Regions from separate parts of the Mus musculus genome. Here all the other regions are linked to region 1. The links are chromatin contacts, called in public promoter capture Hi-C maps. All regions are on one chromosome and are shown on one strand. The core of a region is the stretch at or near the end of the contact, and the rest is flanking DNA. Distances in the headings are between cores, read along the strand shown. Region 1 holds the start of Thap4 (THAP domain containing 4). Region 2 holds the start of Ilkap (integrin-linked kinase-associated serine/threonine phosphatase 2C). Region 3 holds the start of Per2 (period circadian clock 2).

What was found. Promoter capture Hi-C pulls out the DNA fragments that hold promoters and counts their contacts. Capture Hi-C pulls out chosen DNA fragments and counts their contacts.
Region 2: a contact with region 1 is called in a promoter capture Hi-C map of liver, with 4 times the contacts expected there. The contact joins the promoter of Ilkap here to the promoter of Thap4 in region 1. A contact is called at or near these places in 2 of 39 promoter capture datasets (liver and pre-B cells) and 1 of 9 other capture datasets (liver).
Region 3: a contact with region 1 is called in a promoter capture Hi-C map of pre-B cells, with 4 times the contacts expected there. The contact joins the promoter of Per2 here to the promoter of Thap4 in region 1. A contact is called at or near these places in 2 of 39 promoter capture datasets (liver and pre-B cells).

Annotation. Positions count from the first base shown.
Region 1 is chr1:93,753,547-93,756,177 of GRCm38.p6, forward strand. Thap4 (THAP domain containing 4) reads right to left here and starts at 1,292. Exons shown (of 6, transcript NM_025920.3): 1 at 911-1,292. The coding sequence starts at 987. It overlaps Atg4b (autophagy related 4B, cysteine peptidase), which reads left to right and starts at 1,359. Exons shown (of 13, transcript NM_174874.4): 1 at 1,359-1,508. The coding sequence starts at 1,499.
Region 2 is chr1:91,397,499-91,400,129 of GRCm38.p6, forward strand. Ilkap (integrin-linked kinase-associated serine/threonine phosphatase 2C) reads right to left here and starts at 1,325. Exons shown (of 12, transcript NM_023343.3): 1 at 1,153-1,325. The coding sequence starts at 1,207.
Region 3 is chr1:91,458,013-91,460,643 of GRCm38.p6, forward strand. Per2 (period circadian clock 2) reads right to left here and starts at 1,316. Exons shown (of 23, transcript NM_011066.3): 1 at 1,161-1,316.

The sequences.
Region 1 (2,631 bases), core at 42-2,541:
AGTCCTTGCAACACTGCCTCATTTTCAACTGTTAACAAAACTTCTGGGGCATGTTCTATGTGAAATTGTTACGGAAACATTCTGGTTGACTTGTAAGATTGTTTAACGTTACTAGGTTTTGTTTTGAACCAGGTCTTAAGGACTGGAGACTTAATGTAACCCTGTGAACTTTCAACAGATACGTGCCATTCCCATCTTTAAATTTTAACACCAAGTACTAAGAGGTGGCAGGATGTGCGAAGTGACTTCCAAGGCAGAGTCCCTTCGCTCGCTGTTCACTCCTGTTGGAAATCACAGGAGAGGACCAACTGAGGGAGTCTCGAAAGCCTTTGGAAGGCGCGGCCCGCACAAGGGCCACCGAGAACCCCCTGGAAAGCCCTTTCCACGGTCATCCCCCGGGCCTCTGCCAGAGTGCAGGATGCGGGAGGTGATCGGTGCCAGTGCCTGGGCCGCAGGACCCCATAGGAAGGCGATGAGGGCTATGGATGCAGGAAGTAGAGCTGCGTGCGCCGGGCCGCACTCCTGCCACACACCTCCGGGCGGGCTTGCCCCGCCGAGGCAAGAGTGGAGAACTGCCCGAAAGCAAAGATCAGGATTAACCTGAGAAGGCGCCCTTGCAGAATACTCCTGAAATTGGCAGGGCCAGCCCAAATCAGTGCGACGCCCGTTGGTGGAGGTGGCGGAGGGGGCCTCCGGCCGCTCTGCCCGAGGCATGGCCGTGCTGGTCCCCAAAGCCGGCGGTCCAAGCCAAGGTCATAAAGCTCCACGACCCGTCCACCTCCCACAGTTACCCTCGGTTAGCCGGCCCCCCACTCCCGGTCCCCGGAGCTCGGCCCGCCGCGCGGCCTCAGTTTCCCCGCGGGCCCCGGCCAGGGCGGGGGCGTGGCGGACCCGGAGGCGGGCCGCGTACCTGTGGAAGGAGACAGCGCGTTTCTCGCCCTTGCCCTGCCTGTTGGAACAGTTCACGGCCGCGCAGCAGATCACCATTGCGGGCCTCGGTCGTGAGCGCCGCCAGGCTCCGATCCTTGCCGCCCGCCCGCTGGCCCGACCCGCCCCGAGGGAGCGCGGCGACACAGCTCGGGACGTGGGCCGCGGCCGAGCCGTACGGCAAGATGGCTGCGCGCTGCCGCCCGCACCACGCTGCGCTCGGACTGCCCGGCCACGGCGCCGGCGTCGCGGCCGCAGCGGGCGGTGAGTCCGTACCGAGACATGCGCGGGTGGCTGTCTGTACGGAAAGATGGCGGCGCCGGAGGAGCGCAGCTCGGGCCGGCTCCCGGGTGTTCCGAAGCGGCGGCGCGGGCCGGGGGCGGGGCGGCCGCGTCCGGTTAGGAACCACACGCGCCGAGGCCCCACCCCCCGCGTGCCCACCGCCGTACGGCGAGATGGCGACGCCCGCGCTTCCGCTGCGCCGCGCTTGGCTGCCGCGGCTTCCCGTCGCCGTGTCGCGCAGTAGTCCGTCGGAGCGACGGCACGGTCAGTCGGCAGCCGGACAGGGAAGATGGACGCAGGTAAGGAGGGCGGACGCCTGCCCTGTCGCGGGCGGGCTCCCGTGGCCGCCCGCTGGGGCGGAGGCCGGTGTGTTGGGCTGGGCGGGCCGCGCCTCCCCGCAGCGCTCAGTACCGGGTTCGCGGGGCCACTCGTCAGCGCCTCGGCCTCCGGCGCTCGGCCGCGGCCCTCGGGGAGCGTCCCAGCCTGTGGGCTCGCGGCTGCGGGCGTGAGGGCAGGGAGTCTGAGGGACGCATCAGGACGCGGGCACCCTGGTGCCCGGAGAGGACCGGTGCGCCGCGAGGGTGGGCCTTGCGGTGTCCATTGAAGAGCCGACCTCTTTAACTTCTGTCAAGTTGTTGGCCGCTGGTCCAGCTACCACAACATGCACATCTTTTGTCTTTGAAGTTCAATAACCTGTGTAGGTGAGCCCCGCTCCTGTTCTGACAGCGGATCAGTCACATGCTACTTTGACTTCTTGAGGTCCTAATACTGGGTTAAGTGTGGGTGGGTTTTGTTTGTTTGTTTGTTTGTTTGTTTTTAACTGACTCTTGCTTCTGAAGCTGGAGAGTGCGGTTCTTTGTTTATGTTGGCCAGAAGTCTTGGAGATGCAAATCTATCAAATAAGTTGTTTGCTAATAGCCCTAAAAATACCCACCCCACCCCATTCCACCCCACCCCACCCCCAACAGAGGTTCTCTCATTCCCTCAGCAGCGTTAGCGGGTTTTTTTTTTTTTTTTTGGTTTTCTTTTTCTTTTTTCCTTTTTTTAATTTAAGAGCGACCTGCCTTCAAGAATCCACTCCTTTGTGAAGGAGTCCTGCTACCTGATTTCATTGTACTTTTCTTGAATGGCGTTGCTTTTGATGGTTTTCTTCTGACAGCTGTGTTAGAGAAGTAGTCGGCTCTTACTTGGGAGTAATGCCTACAGTTAATACACATTTCAGCAGTTTATGGCATCCGTAGCTGGAGGAAGCAGGAACGTTGACTCCCCAAGATGCATGAGCCAGGTGTATATTTTTTTAAGATAATTCATTTTTTTTTTTTTTTTAGAATGAATAACTGAAGCTGTCACACCACAGTGCCTCTTGGAGGTGTGGAATGGGATAATACATTGAATTACTTAATTATCCTCTCCCCCACTTTT
Region 2 (2,631 bases), core at 75-2,574, 2.4 Mb before region 1:
GAGGGAAGGGGCATGGGGAACGCATGTATCTGCTAAGTCCCAAGTTGAGTTTAAGGTTTTAGGTCATGTCAAGAGAGCCTTGACCACGGAGAAGACCCAAAATAACTTTGGATAAAAAGCAATAGGGACTACTAATGATGACAGATTTCTAGGCACATCTGGCAATCCAAACTCTGGTCCGAGCACATTCAGACACAGGTTATACTCCAGTGACAGATGCAAGGCTGCCTGTATGAGGCCAGCTTTACTCACAACTGTAACGGTGGTTATCTTCAAAAAGCATGGCTGAATCAAACTCAGTCTCAAGGCCTAGTTACTTAGAAGCTTCTGTACCATCAGAGTGGTTGGTGGGGGTACGTAACGGTGCCACTACCAGGAACAACTGCAAAAAGAGGACACTACAAAGCATCTCAGGAGTCTGGAGGTGCGCAGGTTAAAAACCAAAGCACAGGTGTGAAGAGGACAGGTCAATACCTTCTCATAACCCCAAGCTCCAGCATTCTTCCATGCTAGCCCGTCCCGCTCTGCCAAGCTGGAGATCTGAGCCCTCCCACTTTTGAACATTGTTTCCTTGCCTAGAATCTCTGGAAACCATCAGCCGAAGCCCTCGCTAAAGGCCGCCTCCTTCCCAGGTCTTTCTCACTAGTCTTCGGGTACCGTTACTCCGGACGCTTGGCGTTTCCCACGGTTTTTAACCTATGCCTCTGCGATCAGAACTGAACTCTCTGAAGGCAAAGGCTGGGTCCTCTTCACCTTCCTATTCCGTGCCAAAGACCTTCCCAAAACGTGGGCTGCAGACGCCACCCCCCATCCCCGGCCTCGGTTATCTAGCCGTAGCGCCCTGCATTGGCTGTGCAGGCGCCCCGCACCAAGGGGCTGGAAGTCGGAAACTTGTTAAGTTCTCGGGGTTTCCAGGACGCAAACAGGCCCGGGACCAGGACATTCCGCTGGGAGTCTTGCTGTAGCCAAATTAAAGCCAGAGTGCCCCGACCCTTCGGCGCGGGACTTCGTGCGTGTGCCACGCGAGGCCTGGACAGGGACCGCGCGGTCGCTGCGGCCTCGGGAGCCACAGGCCGAGACTGAGGCGGCGGTGGCGCGAAGATGGCGGAGGCAGCGCATCCCGGCGCCGCCCTTTTCCCCCGCGCCGCTTACCGGCAGATGGCCGCGGCGCGCGCTCGGGCTCCGGCAGGTCCCCGAAGAGGTCCATGGCGGCGGGGCAGTGGAGCGGAGGCTCCGCGCTACCCTGGGCGGCGGCGGCGGCGGCGGCGCCGTCACTCACCGCGGGAGACCCTGCCAATCGCGCGCCGCCCAGCCGCCGCCCCAGAGTGCTACGCGCGGGGGCGGGGCGGGGGTGGGCTGCGCAAGCGCACGGGCGCTCTTGGCCTGGGCATTAGGTCCCGTGATAAATTGTTATGGCGTTTCCCCGGAAAGAAGGGAGGAGTGGCGCCGAGCCTGACATCCAGACAGGCTTTTGGCCGGAGAGGCGGGTCTGCACCTGTCCACTGTTCCCTGTGTGACCGAGCAGGCAAAGCACCTTCTGACCGCCCGGGAGCAGGATGGCGCCCAGCGGGGTCTCAGCTGTCCCACTGGGATAGAGACCAGAAAAAAACACCATCACTGGCCAAGCCACAAAAGTGACAAACATCCCTCATCTCAGCCACCAAATTTATGACGCTTTACCAATTACAAAGTTGTGTTGTGTATTTTCCCTGGTCTCAGAAAAGAGCCACTCATGGAATTAATTCCTCTTCCTACCATACAATCCACAAAGACTTCACTTCCTTAAAGGTACCCAAATTTATTGACTACACACCCCAATCCTACCAGCCCTTTCCAACACCACCTTACCTGTTTTTTTTGTTTGTTGTTGTTTTTGGTTTTTTTGCCAGTGTTGTGTGGACTTCTTGGTGCAGTAGGTAACAAGTCATTGCTTCCTTGCAAATGTAGACCAGATATTCTCTAGCTGCAATAGGTGGATCCACCCAGCTGACCTCCAAGCCACTGTTTGAAGTTTTTACTGCACTCAGACAGAACTGTCTCTTCCTTGACAGATGTAGGATTTTGAAATAACAGCACTTTGTCTTTTGTCCATATATCTCATACACTTCTCAGCCCATCCCAACTTGATATCACTATGTTTTTAAAGCAGCTCTTGCTAAGTGTCTTAGGGTTTCCATTGCTGTGAACAGACTCCATGACCTAGGAAACTCTTATAAAAGACAACAATTGGGGCTAGCTTACAGGTTTAGAGATACAGTCCTTTATCATCATGGCAGGAAGCATGGCAGCATTCAAGTAGGCACGGCGTTGGAGGACCTGAGAGTTCTACATTTTCATCCAAAGGAAGCCAGGAGCAGACTTTCCTCAGGCAGGTAGGAGGAGGGTCTTGAAGCCCACCCCTAAAGTGACACACTTCCACCAATTAGATCACACCTCTTCCAACAAGGCCACACCTCCTAATAGTGCCACTCTGAGGGCCAAGCATATTCAAATCACCACACTAAACTTGATTTCCCACTCCTGCAAATAGACTCGTCGGCCACCATTCCACATGAATTCTGGCAGTGTTTGCCATGTGGCCTGTCTTTCCCTCATATGTATGGACATCTCTAATCATTACTCCATCTCTAC
Region 3 (2,631 bases), core at 66-2,565, 2.3 Mb before region 1:
AAAGGAGTCCCTGGCTTTCTTAGATTCCAACAACGTACACAAAGTGGTGCTTTCCATATCTTAAAACACACACACACACACACACAAAACCGACTTTTTTAAATTAAAGCCTTGAGGCAGACAGACTCTGGTTATCAGACGAATCCGACCTAGACTCCAGAGACTAAGACAGAGTGGACATGCTTCCCTTCAGGTTTGCACCTCTGGTAAGCATGTGGACCAAGGAGGAGAAACAGATCCTGAGACTGCCAGGCCTGGTTTTTACAGTGGTACAGCTTGCCAGCCTGTGGCTGTGCCTCTTCAAGCTAGGGGTTACCCTGGATGATTTCCAGGGAGCCTTCTGGCTCCCTTGTTCCGTATGAATCAGCTTTCCAAACTGGTTCCTTGTGTATACGTTACAGAAACCCTGGCAACCAGGGTTCTTGCAGAAGAAGCAGGCCACCGCCCACCTCTTGGTCCATGTCTGTGCTTGGCAGCCAAGGTATGTCTCAAAGGATGACGATGTGACTGCTCCAGCTTAAGAGTGGACCTCTCCCCCCTCTCCTGACATACTCCCAGTCCATCTGGAGACAGGAAATACTGGCGTGGAGGATGCCACGGAAATCAAAGTGGGTGGACAAAGTGGTCTCCCTGACATAGGGGCGGGGAGGGGCAGGTGTGGCTTGGCACTGGGTATTTCTCTGTTTAACCCCTTTCCCACCGCTGGGAGTCAGTGCCTACCAGTGGTCCTTCCCCCAGGGCCAGACTTGACTCTCTGAACTCATAGCAGGAAGCCAGCTCCTTAGGGGACCCTCTGGACCCATCCTAGGAACAGTTTGCACTGACCCTGGCTTCCTTGGACAGCACCATGGGAGTCGGCGTGCTCAGTCTGGTGTCGTGATCACTCAATGTCTCTGTGTCCTCGGACAAGATGCCTAACTAATCTCTCCGACCTCAGTGCCTAACCTGAGAAATGGGGACAGCAGTGTGAACCTGGAAAAGGGTCACCGCGCAGTTCCATCTACATTCTGCCGAGTTGCAGCCGTTTGCACAGTCGGCAACTCCTGGCTCAGGACCCCAGCTCCAGCTGTCCGAGCCGCCGGTTACGTAAGACGACCACGGCCGTCCAGGTCCGCGCCACCGCCCAGCACCGCGCCACCGCCCAGCGCCGCGCCACTCACCGCTTCGCCGCGTCAACCCGCGCGTCTGTCCCTTGCTCGGCCCGTCACTTGGTGCGCTCGGCCTGCGCCGCAGCCGCCCGGAGCCGCTAGTCCCAGTAGCGCCGCTGCCGCCGCGTCGCCCTCCGCTGTCACATAGTGGAAAACGTGACCGCGCGCGCTGAGCCCGCCCCTGCGCGCGCCATTGGTCGGAGTGCCACCTCATTTGCATACTGGCGGGGCGGAACCTGAGAGCTACGCTCATCAATTGGTGGAGACGCCCGTCGCTCTCTTTACATAAGACGCACATGGAACTCCATGTTCGCCGCCCGGGTTCCTCAATGAAGATGCTGCGCGCTCTTGCGCCCCCCCGCGCCCGGGCGAGTAGGCTCGTCCACTTCCGGCCTGCGGGACTTCCATTCACCTGGCACGGCGGTGGCCCGCTCGTGCAGCCCCGGAGTGGCGCGTACCACTGCGGCGCGGGGGAATGGTGCTTGGCCGCTGCGCAACTCACAGCCGGCAGAGACCAGGGCCACCGGCCTATCACCTGCGACGACGTGACCAGCCTCGGTAATCCGAAGGACCGAGAATGCTCTCTGCTGACACCTTTCGCTCATCCAGCCCAGTTCATTCATTTCCCCTCTCATTCATTCATGGCGAGACGCTTGAGGGCAAATAGGACGGCCCCTCTGGATCTGCTGCTGAGCACCTTCCCAGGACAGGCTGGGTGACCCTAGGACAGGCCCCCCAGGCTGACCGTCATTCCAGATGGGCCAAAGCACAAAACTCCCACTTAGCCTTTCTTGTTTCTGAAACTGCGTGTTGCTAGTTAGTGTTGATTCAGGAAATAAGGTCATAATTGCCGTGCAGAGATACAAAGGAAAGAAGTGATTTCTTCCTGCCCTCAATCACATAGGGAGAGAAGACTGACGTTCTACAGGGAAGCTTAACCAAATGCGGTGGTGTAGTTTATTAACCTTACAGGAACTATGGAAGCGGGGTGTGCATCTGGAACAGCAGGGCTTTTCTGAAGTGGAAGCTACAGACACTAGCTAGTCAGGGGAGGGTACTCCTCCAGTGATAGGACAGCCCTGCCCCTGTGGAACCTTGGTTGAAGCTATTTGGTTCTTTCAAGAGCACTGTCTGGAAGCCTACTAAAGCGTTCAGGCTCCTGTCCAAAGGGTCAAAGGAGGGAGTAGAAGTTTCCTCGGAGCGGGTTTGAGGCTGACAGAGAACAACCTAAAGACTCATGCAAGGTGTGATGGAGAAGGCAAGCTTGTCACGTCTTCCAAGGGTAAAAAGGTCATTTGTCATTGCCAGGGAACTTGAAGCCTAGTAGCATCCACTACTCTGAATCTTCCCCTGGGGTGTCCTAGGAACCAGGAATGGAAAGGAGGCAAACATTAGCAACAGAAGTCTGCTAACAAACTGAGCTGCTGGTGTACACAGCCGGCTAACCCACATTCAAGAATTCCGTGTGGGAGCTACTTCTTTC